Regions from separate parts of the Mus musculus genome. Here region 1 is linked to region 2. A link is a contact called in public HiChIP or PLAC-seq data. All regions are on one chromosome and are shown on one strand. Each heading gives the region's core, a stretch centred on a gene start, on an enhancer-like site or on the middle of the called end of the contact. The rest is flanking DNA. Distances are from core to core; before and after follow the strand shown.

Region 1 (6,521 bases), core at 1,542-4,041, 210 kb before region 2:
CCTAGTGACTCCTTGTAGCAGAGATTTTATAGAACTGCTAGGATTTCTGTTAAATGGCTCCTCAGGCCCTTTTGTCTCAGGATATTAAACACACAGACTGACATTTTAATTAGAATTGGAAGAAACCTCTGAAAAGCAGCAGTTTTCCAGAAATTAAAGAGGTCTGTGATTTTACAGAGAAAGACATCCTGGATAACTTAAGAAGAAATTACTCCTAATGCAATTATTCCCACCTATACTATGTGTCCCATTTTGCAGGATTTGAAAAGAATTCTGATAAAGTCATAGAGTGATCCATTATTAAAGGAGAATTTTAATGACATAAGAATCAGTCATGAAGCTCCCCCAGTCACTGGTCTAAATCAATGATAATACTGGGCAGTTCTGAAGTAAGGAGAGGGTTTGTTTTTGTGACAACCACTGAAAATTCACTGCTGCTCAATGGTTTTGTGGAAGATAATTTGGAGCCTAAAATTAAGTTTTCATTAGTCACCCAATTCAGGCTTACCATATTTCAACACTGGTCCTTGATTAATAATTTCCTTATACTTTTTGAAAATACTAAGTGGGTAAAGGACACTTGATTATTATTGGGAAATATTCATGAGTACTTTTAACAGGGAAAACTGGCATTCATGGAAAACTCACACAAACTTAATACTCTACTGGGCAAACATCTATCTATCCATCTATATTATGTATATAATATATGACAAATATATTATACATATATATAAATCCACTCTCTGTAATGCTATTGAAAATCAGAGCTACTTTATACATTTACTAACAGGGGACTGGCTAGAGTATGGAATATCTTTCCTATGGAACATGAGTGTATTCACTAACAAATGTAACAAAAAAATTGATATAGAAGTATCTTTGATAAACAATAGGAAGAAGAAAGCTGTAGATCTTTGAGTTTACTAGAATCATCCCTCTTATTTTAAAATGGGGTATACAATGCATATTATAAAGGACTATGTTATAAAATATGCATCACTTTTGTCTTTATAAGTGGAACTGTGTAGTGGATGTTACTATTATTATTATTTTTTTAATCTACAGACCTCTGAATGAAGTGCTTGAAATATTTGTAATGAATTCTAAGTGTAAGGTAATTATTTATGCTTTAGAGGTATTTTCAAGTTTTCAAATAAATTAACCCGTGAGAAAAAGTTATCAGTGAGGAGAAGAAGCCGGGCAGTGGCGGCGCACGCCTTTAATCCTAGCATTTGGGAGGCAGAGGCAGGCGGGTTTCTGAGTTCGAGGCCAGCCTGGTTTAGAGTGAGTTTCAGGTCAGCCAGAGCTACACAGAGAAACTCTGTCTCTAAAAACCAAAACTAACCAACCAACCAACCAAAACCCCCACAAAAACAAAAACCATAAACAACGCCCCCCCCCCCCGCCAAATTATTAAAGCTTCCAACTTTATATCTTAAAATGTGGAATTTTGGTGATCTGGAAAAACATAAGTACGGGATATATGGCAAACCCATTGATAGGAATCTCACTCATGGAAAGTGGGAAGAAATTGCACTTTTATTTCCCTGCTACTGAGATAAAAAGCTGTGAAGGTTAAATGGAAAAAACATCAACAAGGACTGAGAACCCAAATTAACCCCCAAAATTAACACTTAAACAAAATGGGTGGGGAGTGGAGCGCGACCAAAAGAAAAGGTAGTCTATGATGAAAGTTTGACTTTTGGTCTCTACAGTGGAACTGAAGAAAGCAGCAAAGTCAGGTTGATACAAAGTAGCTGTGATGAATTTTAAAACCCTATTTTAAATATTCTGTGAGGGCTGGAGTGAATTTAATTCTCTTTTCTCTTTCTCTTAGAATGTAACATCTCCCAGGCTACAGGGCCAAATGATACCTGAGACACACACATCCTTTCCTTTTGAAGAGGACTACAACCTGCAACCAGCAAATAAGTATTAGAGAGCCGTGACGTGACTAGTCTCCAACTTGGAAACCGGTCCCAAACTACATAAAACACCTTCCCAGAGCCAAATTCAGCAAACCGGGGAGAGCGAGGGCTACAAGTCAGGAAATAGCGGCTAATCACAGCTTTACAGTCACACGTGTGCAACCCAGACCTGACCCACACCCACTTGGCGGCAAGTGCAAAGCACAGAATTCCAAACCGGAAGACAGCAAAGGAGCTTTCTCAGAGGCCGGGAAGGCAGCTCTTCACATTTTCTGCTCCCACCCCAAAACAGCTTCAGCCTGGCAACCTCCGTCTGCCCAACCCATATCTCTGGGTCCCGCCCGCGGCTTTTTCCCTGGCACCAAGGTGGTCTCCCAGCCGACCAGCTTCAAAGGTTTGAGCGGCTGCCAGCTGCACCTCGGGCACAGAAGAAGGAAGACAGATCACCCGCGCCTAAGGGACAGCACACTCACCTTCATGATCTGTGTGTCCGATTCCGCCGCGGACCCCGCGGACCCCAGCCTCCCGGGGGTCCACAGGAAGCCCCTGGACCTCACTAGCAGCCATTACCTGGCACAGTAGAAAGGGGCGGGCCGTAGGCGGGGCGGAGCGGTGATACACCAATAAAAACGCGCCTGGGGTCGCATGCCGCCTCACTGAGGGAGTTCCTACACGCCTATGCTGTGCCGTCACATTTTGGACCAATCGATTGTGGCGAGCCTAACTAGGTGCCCCGCCCCCAACCGCTGTAGTCCCGCCTCCTTCCGGAGCCGGGAGCGTAAGAACTACAACTTCCAGCATGCCGCGAGGCAGTGGGTAGGCAGCGCTGGACGGGCGCTGACGGGCGGGGGTGCGCCCGCGAGTGCCCCGGCGTGTTCGCTTAGTTCAGTGAATCAGAACAATGACTGCGCCGCCGGGTCCCCGGGAGCGCGTCGCAGGGCTGTGAGCAGCCGCGGCCGGCAGAGCGGCGGGCGGCTCCGCCTCGGCGGTGTAGTGTCAGTGCCGGCTCCGGAGCCCCGGGAGCAGACCCTGCCCAGCGCCGCAGCCCGCGCGATCCGCTGTGCTCCAGCGACACAGCTGCTCTTCGGGAGCGGTGCATTGTTGTGAGCCACTGGAGGGGCGCGGGGATTGCACAGCCCGGAGCCCCTCAACGCCCTTCATAGCCATGTGGATACCTACGGAGCACGAGAAATACGGCGTGGGTGAGTGCTCGCGGGCGAACTTTTACCACGCTCTGGTCCTTGCCCCCACGCAGCTCGCTCCGCTCCAGGCTGCAAATGCCAGGTCTTGGCATTGCACAGCGGGTCCCGGGCTTGGCCGCACCGGCCTCCGGCTGAGGGGCGAGCACTGGGGGGCTCGCTCCTCACCGTGCACTCGGCGCTCCTCGAACCCGATCCCAGAACGTCCGGACTGCCGCTCCGGTCTCTGCTGGCTGGCGGAGTTTGGAGCGGCCGCGGGGCGTGTTGCGTGTCAAGTTGGAAGGGGAAGCCAACAGGGTTTCTCTCCCTTCTACCCCTGCTGGCCCACAGCGGCAGAGAGCTGGCAGTGGGCTGCTAAGATTTCCCGGGGTGATGAGGGAGACCAGGAACCGGCTGCTAGAATACTCCCAAACAGTAGGGAGGCGCGAAGTCCCTGCGGCTGGGGTCGGCATTCCCAGAGTGCAGAGTGTAGCCCCTGTGACAGACGGAGTCGGGACGTAGCCTCCTTCCTCCCTCGCCTCCCGGGTGTTTGGGGTGTGTGTTGCGAGCAGGGGGGTTGGTAAATTTCAACATCTGTGCTCCTGCGCTCTTTGGTCCTTGGAGGGGAACCGAGATTTTGGCAGGGTTTTTACTTCTGGCCACCTTCTCTACCAGGGAATGAGCGCAGTGGGGGTCATAGAGGCCGGCTGGAAAGTGACGAGGGAGAGGAGGGTCAGAAAGCCTGGCTCTTAGAGGCTGGCAGGCAGCTTTAGGAGAGGACTACCCTGGCACTGATTTGAGAGAAAAAGGAACAGGATAGCATTCACTGTTCTGTGCAAAGGTGAACAACAAAGACCATTAATGTTGACTGATGAATACAGGAGGCTCCCTTCCCTTCCCTCCTCCCTTGTCGGTAGGATTACAGTTCCCGTTTTTGTTGTTTGATTTCAGCTGGGTACCCCCCTCCCCCTTTGACAGTCACTCCTTTTAGGGTTGAGACTATTAAGAAGCCAGGCTCACTGACAAGCCCGAATTGGCCAAATGCAATTATAACCTCCCAGAAGGTCTAACAGAAAGAAAGCATTATAGATTTTACTGACAATCTTCATTTCCTATAATGCCCCGTTCTGCCGATTGGCGTTCTTGTTTTTATTGTGGACGGACCTAGTAATTTATATGATACAGAGACGTATTTATGCTCTGACTTCATTCTCCTGTAATTAAAAAAAAATCTGTAAAACCTTTCAGGGGAACCCTAATCACTGCAGATTTTACCTCCCCTACTTTGCCTAGGGATCGGACTTTATCTACTGAAGGGACTCTCTGATTCAACAGTCATGTTTTCCATGAGCTTCCTTTCTGGGCTGTGACTGGTTAGCAAGACAATAGTTTGTCGTGTGCCCACCTTTGCGAAAGGTTTCCAGCTTCTCTTGCCAAAGGGCTCTCCCAGAGTGGTGTAGATAGAGGTTGTTTTCCTCTCTGTTCCCTCCTCTTTTTTTTGGGGGGGGGGGGGATCAGATAACCCTTGCAAGGGAAAAGGCATTTCCTTGTCTGAGGGCTGAGGAACCAGAGGGCACCAGTCTTGACACCTGGTGCAGGAATCTCAGATCCACCCCGGCAACACTGTCCACCTTAGAGTCAATCCCAGTGGTTGTGTTCTTGCAAGTGTTAAATGATACAGGTTATGGATGACATTTATTTTTCCAGATTTCCTTCCGTGCCAGGTCACAGCTGGGTGCTGATATCGATTAGTTTTTCTCTCGCCTTTCTTTACAAGCTGTGGGCAGAGGCTTAAAAACCACTCTGGGATTTCCTGGAATGGCAACCGGATATGATCAGTCAAGTGTTTTGAGCTTGCAGCCAACACCAAGGCTTGGGATGCTGAGCCCGGTAGGGAGGTGAGAGGGTGTGCCTGTTTGGGAAAGGGAGGTGGGAGGTGAGATGAGAGGTGAGAGCACAAAGCGAGCTTCTGCCCCCCCCCATCCCCAAATTGTTGCTGAGGTTCTCATTTCTGCAGTATCACATACTCAAGAATGTTAATCATTGTTTATTACTAAGTTTTGAGCATTTGGCTTGCGGAATGCTTGGTTGTTTTTGAGAACCCATCTGTTAGGCGGGTGTGTGATGAAAATTTTGCTAGGATACTTACCCGTGGACTTTCATTTCTCACCATGGTGAGCAGTATTCGGAGCTGCTTAGATTGAAAAGTCTTTAAAAAAAATTCAGATCTGAGTTATGGTTTCCTATTATTACAGAGAATATATGTTATGCTTGGCTCATAGCGGGTATAGAAGTCAATTTCCTTGTTCTTTGCAAAAAATATGTAACTTACAATACACAAAGTTTCAGTATATAGTGTGTGTTTTTGTAATGATGCCTCTTAAGTATGGCCTTTCATACAAATAGATGTATAACATGATTATATATAAAGTAATATAGTGGATAAAATTACTAAAATTTTATCCTTGTAAATTTTGTACTTGAAAGATAGATATATTAATATATACTCAAGTCTGGTACATAGGAATTCTTTTTAATGATGAATTGATGAGTGAGCATAAAACAATCTACACTTTGTCTCTGATTTTCAGGAAGTACACTAGTAAAGCTTTACTGCTGAGGGATAAGAAACCTTTCCTTTAAAATATATATATATTAGTAGCTGAACTTGGTGGCATAGACTTGCTTATAACCTCAGCTACTTAGGAGACTCAGAAAACAAAGGTACAAGTTTAAGCCTTGCTTGGGCTACAGCATCAACTATAGGCTAGCGTGATCAAGTCAGCAAGACCTAGTATAAATACATACATACGTGCATGCATATATACATAAATGGAAAGAAACTTAGTGGCAGCACTTCCCTAGCAAGTAAGAGGCCATAGACTCAATACCCAGGATTGCCCAGGGGAGGGGGAAAGGTCAAGGATGAGGCTATGGTTCAGTGGTCCAGCATAAGAGCTAGGGTATGATGATAGGCACATTTGTCTTAGGTAAAACAAATGAGCTCCTGCTCTCATCTACACACTGCTGTCCACTGTGTTACCGGAAGTAAGTAATCTAACCCTTCTGAGCCCTGATCTCTGGGGTAAGTGCTACCCAGTGTCTTTACTAATTCTGGAGAGTTCTTGCAACCAAATGTGTCCTTTGTTACAAAACTTAATCAAGAGGTATCAAGTGCTTTAGAGCATCAAGAGGTGGATGCTTTTGTTATGACGCGTCCCACATGGTTTTAAAGTAAAACCAGAAGTTAGCGAATGCTCTGTGGAAGGCTGCCCGAATCCAGGTGTTTCTGCTCTTTCTCAGTCTGATTCTGTTTCTCTGGGATGAGTTCCATGCGCAGTGACTCCCACTTATTAATTAATCGCCCACTTATTAATGCCCTTCAGACCTCTGTGTGCCTTTTGCATAGCCT
Region 2 (6,638 bases), core at 2,152-4,651:
CATGGAGGTTATGCTTTCCTTATCTTTGTCTTCTACCATGTGGGTCCCTGGAAGAGAGTCAGGATTTTGAGCTTAGCAGTGAGTTTCCTGTTGAGCCCTAAGTCACCCCAAAGAGTACAACATTATTGTATATATTTCTGCATGATCTATGGGTGTCATTCACATAATGTGGCATATGTGTGCCAAGGTGGAGGACAGATCTGTGAAACTAGCTGCCTCCTTCCATGTCTGCATACCTTCCAGGGGTCACACTTGGGTCACCAGATTTGTATAGCAAGTGTTCTTACTGCTGACCCATCTCAGCAGCTCCTCCCAGAGGACTGAAGATAGGTGAGCTAGTGTCAGCTGCTCATCTCTTCCAAGGATGAAAAGCTTAGAGTCTGCCCTCACAGATATCAAGTATGAAGGGAGCCAGCATGTGGAATCATCTTTCTAGTTCATCTACCAAAAATGTGAAATACGTGACATACCACCCTGAGTACCAACCAAGGCAGATGTTTTTGAGTTTTTAAGTCCCCCAAATCATCATTTGACTGAAGCTTTGTTTTAAAAGCCTGGTTTTGGGCTTTTAAACAATTATTGAATCTGCCTGATGATGTGGCTCAGGAGATTGGGGCTCTCTGATCATGGTATGGACCCTCCTTCCTGTGAAGGTCAGAAAGGAGGGAGGCATGTTCGGACAGCATTTGGTTAGCATGACCTACCTTAGGTCATCATTCAATTTTGCTCTCCTCAGCCACTTGGATAGCCCATAGAGCCTAGTGACATTGAAAATTACAGACTCTTCATTGAAGTCCAATACACCCTTCACATAACTTCTTTCTATGAAAGATAATTATTTGTTCAAAAAAATGTGTTTGCCCCATTGTTTCACATAAGCAAAACATTTTTCCAGAGCATTTTTCTGGCTGGAAGGTTGATTTCCATATTCCACAAGGTTTAGCTGGGGGAGGGAGAGTGCCCTCTGCATCTTTTATTATATTTATGGAGCAAACACTATATACTGCTTTTTATATGTCAAACACTATTCTAAGTTCTTTGAAAAATATTTCCTGACTTAGCTCTTACAGCTACCCTATGTGTTACATATTACTAATATTCCTTTGTTTGTAGATGATGCAACCTAGAGACCTTGCCCAAAGTCAAGTGAAGGTTGTACAGGGTAGGCTGTATAGGAATCAATATTTCCTATCCCTACTCTATATTCCTTATCTGTAATGTCTATAATGTGCTATGTTCTTCCCTAGTCATTTTATGTTCACCATTAAATGTTAAGGGGATCTATATAGGGCTCATTCTTTTAAGATCTAGAATGATAGAAACTTGAGCTTTGAAGATTGTACAGGAAGGATCTAATGAGGAAGGGGAAAGGGAGGGGAAATCACTGATGGCCCCAGGCCCCTTAGGAGTGGAGCTTCAGGAAATAAGACTTGAGTTTGCAAATGGGAGATTAGCCATGAGAAAGGAAGAGCTGAGGGTGTGGTTGTGAGCTGTTTGAGCCTTAGGATGGGCCTATGAATTGTAATTTTCCAGAGAAAGGGAACTGGCAGTCTATGCTACTGGGTCGCCTTTAGCTGACATTTAAGGAGTGGCTCTTGCACCACGTGGGATACAAAGAACCATAGTGTGGTGCTTCACATAGGCTGTGCAGCTGTACATTAATGCTTATCTTCCCTTCATCCATGGTGCTTCATCTGCATCAGAGTATTAAAAATCCTGTCCAGTGAACTTCGCTCTCTAGCCAGCCAGCCAGTTGGCCTCAAGTAGTCAGCTTCAGTGAGAGACTCTGTTATATGTTTGATTGTGAGCCTTGGTGTCATGGTTGTTGTGTAACTTTCGTTCCTTTGTTTACTGGCACATTCTAAGTCCTTATTAATTAACACTGTCATTTTGACTTGGGACTAATTCATTCCTTTACTTTTGACTCAGCAGAGAACTTGGCCTGAGTACCACCTGTTGGTCACTGGCTACAGCAAAGTTGCTCGTACACATCAGCCGCTGGCTTGGGCTTCTAAGTGAGAAATTAGCAGCAGGGTGTGCTTAATTCTAGTAATTGCAATGATGAAGTTTACTTTCTTTCTTTTCTTTTTTCTTTTTTTTTTTTTTTTTTGGTGTTTCGAGACAGGGTTTCTCTGTATAGCCTTGGCTGTCCTGGAACTCACTTTGTAGACCAGGCAGGCCTCGAACTCGGAAATACGCCTGTCTCTGCCTCCTGAGTGCTGGGATTAAAGGTGTGCGCCACCACGCCTGGCAAAGTTTACTTTCTAATGAGTCCTTTTTCGAATACTTTTCTGAAGTTAGATTTTCTTTTTCTACTATCATGCGGTTAAACCCATTTTTCTTGAAAGGGTTCTATAGAAGCTTTCTTTTGCCTACAATTATGCCTTATTAAGTCCAATTCTGTCATTTAAGGGAGCGAGAGAACTGAATGCAGTAGATAAAGCACAGGCATTTTAAAAATCCAGATCCTTTAACTGTAAAATGGCTATGACTTTCTCTCTGTCTGGGAGAGACACACATCACCTGTGTCTTGTACACCCTTTCATTGTGGCTAAGTGGCCACACTCTGTGGTTAGGAAATCTGGGTAGAAATTCTGACTTTGCTACATCAGCCTGGGCACTTAACTGCGCATCTCTTACAGCTGTTAACTGGTAGGAATTAATGAAGATAACAGTGCTTTCTGGAGGGATTTCTTGAATGTTAAATGCATAGGATGTTGCCCAGGACCCAGGAGTTTATTGGTGCGTCCTGGCTATGAGGAGGAGGATTTTTGAACCCAAAGAGGAAGTATACATCACCCTAACTAGATGTACGTGGTGGCTACCTTTGTATTCTTATAGAAATCACACATTCCAAGAAATTGGTGATGTTTTAGTTATGATACTGCAGTTACTTAAAGTTTAGAGAGACCCTCTAGCAAAAAGGTAATATGCAGTGCATATTATGTTAGCCAGGAGTACACAAAAAATGGGAACCAGAAGCCTGAAGGGGGATTACAACCTGAAACACCACAGTGGGAACAGGAATAAGGAAGTTGGAAATCCTGTCTCCAGATGAGGAGAGTCTTATGAAATTGCTTTCATAGCTTCCAGTAACCCTGTTCAGCGGCAGACATTATTATATAAGAGCTTAGAGAAAGTGGTACTACTTTTATCTGCGTATAGTACTACATAGCAAGGTTAATAGAGCCTTTACAGGTTTAGTTCCCCTTGTCTGTGCTACATGTCTTGTTTGATGCATTACTTGAAGCTTACCATGGCCTGATCATACAAGTTCACCATCTACATTTTTACATAATTTAGGAATACTTACTGTTTTGACTGTGACATATTGTAGGCCTGGGTCTGTTTTTGTAATTTCATATTACAATGCTCACTAAAACTTGTAAGCTTTCCAAAGCAAAGAAAAGCAGTGTAAGGAAAATGGCCCAGCCAGACTAGCAAGGGACGCAGTGCACAGAGTTAAAATAGGTAGAGGAGGCATTCAGAACCCCTCCTTGAATTGTGGCAGCACAGTGGCAGCCGTTCTATCGGGCCCAGAGCATTTCCTGCTGTGTCTAGACATGTTGGCACAGATTCACTGTGGGTGTCTGTCCAGCAGTGACCCATAGAGACCTTCCCCGGGGCCCTGTGTTGACAAGCACAACTGCTTCCCACCTCCCTCCTCTCCATCATCTGATTGTTCCAGCAGGTGCATGGGAATTGGTGTTGTTGTCACCTCCGAATTAATCACATCTGTGGTTTATCCCTCATTCACTCTTGTGTTATACATAAAAAAAAAAAAATGGCCCACACATACTGGTTGCCTTTAATGGTAGTGACTCTAAGGAAGCTGCTGGAACAGAGGTGGGGCAGGAGGGGGATACAAATACAAAGAACTGAGCAAGGAAAGGCTTTATCCAAATCTAGAACACACTGTGTATCATGGAACCACTCAGCTTTTTTATAGCATTGTATGATAAGAATATAATGCCAATTATTTAACTTTAGTAGATGACTAGAAAAACTAGAGTTGCAGAAAACCGGAAGCTCACAGAGTGCATGAACTTGAGTAGGCTTCTCTTTTGCCTTGCACTTATGCAGACAGCTTGACGCTCTTAAGTAGAGGAGTATTTTTATTTGTACAAGGTGAGCAGAAAGCCCTCGTCTCCCCGATCCTGCCTTTTAAGTCAGGGGCAGGTTAGTGAGTCTCCTCCCCTCACTAGTATCATGGTCTTCTCTGTCTTTCTTCATGAACACCCAGGTTGCCGCCTGTAGGGCATTCAGAATAATTTAGTTTTCCTGGAGTCTGAATGGGATAAGCCTCTGTCACGCATAGTAAGCACTTCACAAAGACTTTATTCAGTGCCATTTACAGTTGCAGAAGGATTTGGCATCCACAAAGGGATGACCAGTGGTGTGCCTCTACTCTCTCTTCCCCTTCAGTTTCTCAGCACCTTGCAGAATACTTGATACCGGGTGTGTGTGTGTGTGTGTGTGTGTGTGTGTGTGTGGTGATGCATTTAAAGGAAGCTTTTAAGTTTTGCTTTCCTGTTGAGGCAAAGCATTAAAAGATCCTGCCATTAGTCCCTTAATCTTTGCTATCATCCTTCCCCTCCAGGAGTGGGGTGGGGATGTGCTCTTAATAAGAGAGAGCCAGGGTGCTGAGTGCATCATCACTAAGAGCTGTTTCATGTTACCTTGTGCTCTCAGCCCTGTCTCCAGGGAGCCACCATTTGCAAACACTGTCATGCTGAAAATAAAAGTACATAGGAGTCATCAGATAAAGGCCTGGTGTTACCCCCTAAGCAGTTGGACCTCTTGGATCTTAAGTTAAGCAGGGAGGGTCTACTTTATGGCAGTTTGGCTCTGGCGTTTCACACCACTACTGTGCAGTTACTGACGTCTGCTCATTCATACATTTAGCCAGCAAACAAGCCCCACCTAAGGCTAAGTGCTCATCTCAAGAAGGCATAAAGAAAACCACATCTTCCCAAGCCTTGTATTCTACTTAGGTTCAAAATGTTGAGAAAAATAAGGATAGTTTCTAAGTTACGCCTTTATATAGTATGGTCTATAAGGGTATGGCAGTCAGTATGCATTTTGTTGGTTCATTCGTTTTTTTGAGTTGTCTCACTATGTAGTCCTAGTTAGCCTGGAACTTGGTATGTACACCAGGCTGGCCTTGAACTTCTAGAGATCTTCCTGCCTCTGCTTCCAGGGTACTGGATTATAGCCAAGTGCCACAACAAAAAATTAAAATATGAACCCACAAAGAAAAAAACCTCAGAACATTCTTTTGAGAAAAAAAAAAGAAATAAAGATTTAGTTATTGATACTAAGGGTGTAAATTACATAGATTTTTTTTTTAAATTAATCATTCTATTTTCATTTACATCTTCTTTTTTCCCAATTTTTAATTAGGTATTTTCTTCATTTACATTTCAAATGCTATCCTGAAAGTCCCCTATACCCTCCCCCCACCCTGCTCCCCTACCCACCCACTCCCACTTCTTGGCCCTGGTGTTCCAGGCATATAAAGTTTGCAATACCAAGGGGCCTCTCTTTCCAGTGATGGCCGACTAGGCCATCTTCTGCTACATATGCAGCTAGAGACACGAGCTCTGGGGGGGTACTGGTTAGTTCATATTGCTGTTCCTCCTATAGGGTTGCAGATCCCTTCAGCTCTTGGGTACTTTCTCTAGCTCCTCCACTGGGGGCCCTGTGTTCCATCCAATAGATGACTGTGAGCATCCACTTATGTGTTTGCCAGGCACTGGCATAGCCTCACATGAGACAGCTATATCAGGGTCCTTTCAGCAAAATTTTTCTGGCATATGCAATAGTGTCTGTGTTTGGTGGCTGATTATGGGATGGATCCCTAGTGGGGTAGTCTCTGGATGGTCCATCCTTTCATCTTAGCTCCAGACTTTGTCTCTGTAACTCCTTCCATGGGTATTTTGTTCTTTATTCTAAGGAGCAATGAAGTATCCACATGTTGGTCTTCCTTATTCTTGATTTTCTTGTGTTTTGCAAATTAAAATTCTCAACTGAGGAATACCGAAAATGTTCAACGTCCTTAATCATCAGAGAAATGCAAATCAAAACAACCCTGAGATTCTACCTCACACCAGTCAGAATGGCTAAGATCAAAAATCCAGGTGACAGCAGATGCTGGGGAGGATGTGGAGAAAGAGGAACACTCTTCCATTGCTGGTGGGATTGCAAGCTTGTACAACTACTCGGGAAATCAGTCTGGCTGTTCCTCAGAAAATTGGACATAGTACTACCAGAAGATCCAGCAATACCTCTCCTGGGCATATATCCAGAAGGTGTTCCAACTAGTAATAAGGACACATGCTCCACTATGTTCATAGCAGCCTTATTTATAATAGCCAGAAGCTGGAAAGAACCCAGATGTCCCTCAATAGAGGAATGGATACAGAAAATGTGGTACATTTACACAGGAGTACTACTCAGCTATTAAAAACAATGAATTTATGAAATTCTTGGGAAAATGGATGGATCTGGAGGATATCATCCTGAGTGAGGTAACCCAATCACAAAAAAAGTCACTTGATACACACTCACTGATAAGTGGATATTAGCCCAGGAACCTAGAATACCCAAGAAACAACTTGCGTTAACATCTTCTTAAC

What was found. HiChIP or PLAC-seq counts read pairs in DNA pulled down with a chosen protein or histone mark.
Region 1: a contact with region 2 is called in an H3K4me3 HiChIP or PLAC-seq map of microglia, with 6 times the contacts expected there. The contact joins the promoter of Dock4 here to the enhancer-like site in region 2. A contact is called at or near these places in 5 of 39 promoter capture datasets (the C10 cell line, the HPC-7 cell line, cranial neural crest and 2 more), 6 of 484 Hi-C or Micro-C datasets (the C10 cell line, bone marrow-derived macrophages, cerebellar granule neurons and 3 more) and 12 of 115 datasets of contacts at active chromatin or transcription factors (bone marrow-derived macrophages, embryonic forebrain, embryonic hindbrain and 5 more).

Annotation. Positions count from the first base shown.
Region 1 is chr12:40,443,262-40,449,782 of GRCm38.p6, forward strand. It overlaps Dock4 (dedicator of cytokinesis 4), which reads left to right and starts at 2,792. Exons shown (of 53, transcript NM_172803.2): 1 at 2,792-3,133. The coding sequence starts at 3,097. Zfp277 (zinc finger protein 277) reads right to left here and starts at 2,529. Exons shown (of 12, transcript NM_178845.3): 1 at 2,405-2,529. The coding sequence starts at 2,498. It overlaps Gm40406 (a long non-coding RNA gene), which reads right to left and starts at 2,398. Exons shown (of 2, transcript XR_872699.3): 1 at 1-2,398.
Region 2 is chr12:40,653,025-40,659,662 of GRCm38.p6, forward strand. All of the region lies in intron 8 of Dock4 (dedicator of cytokinesis 4), which reads left to right. Among named protein-coding and RNA genes, the nearest start is that of Dock4, 210 kb to the left of the region's middle. Within about 2 kb of position 3,402, at least 16 of the 459 cell types and tissues checked have an H3K27ac peak or open chromatin away from gene starts, as enhancers often do. A contact at or near this core is called in microglia, where this site is marked.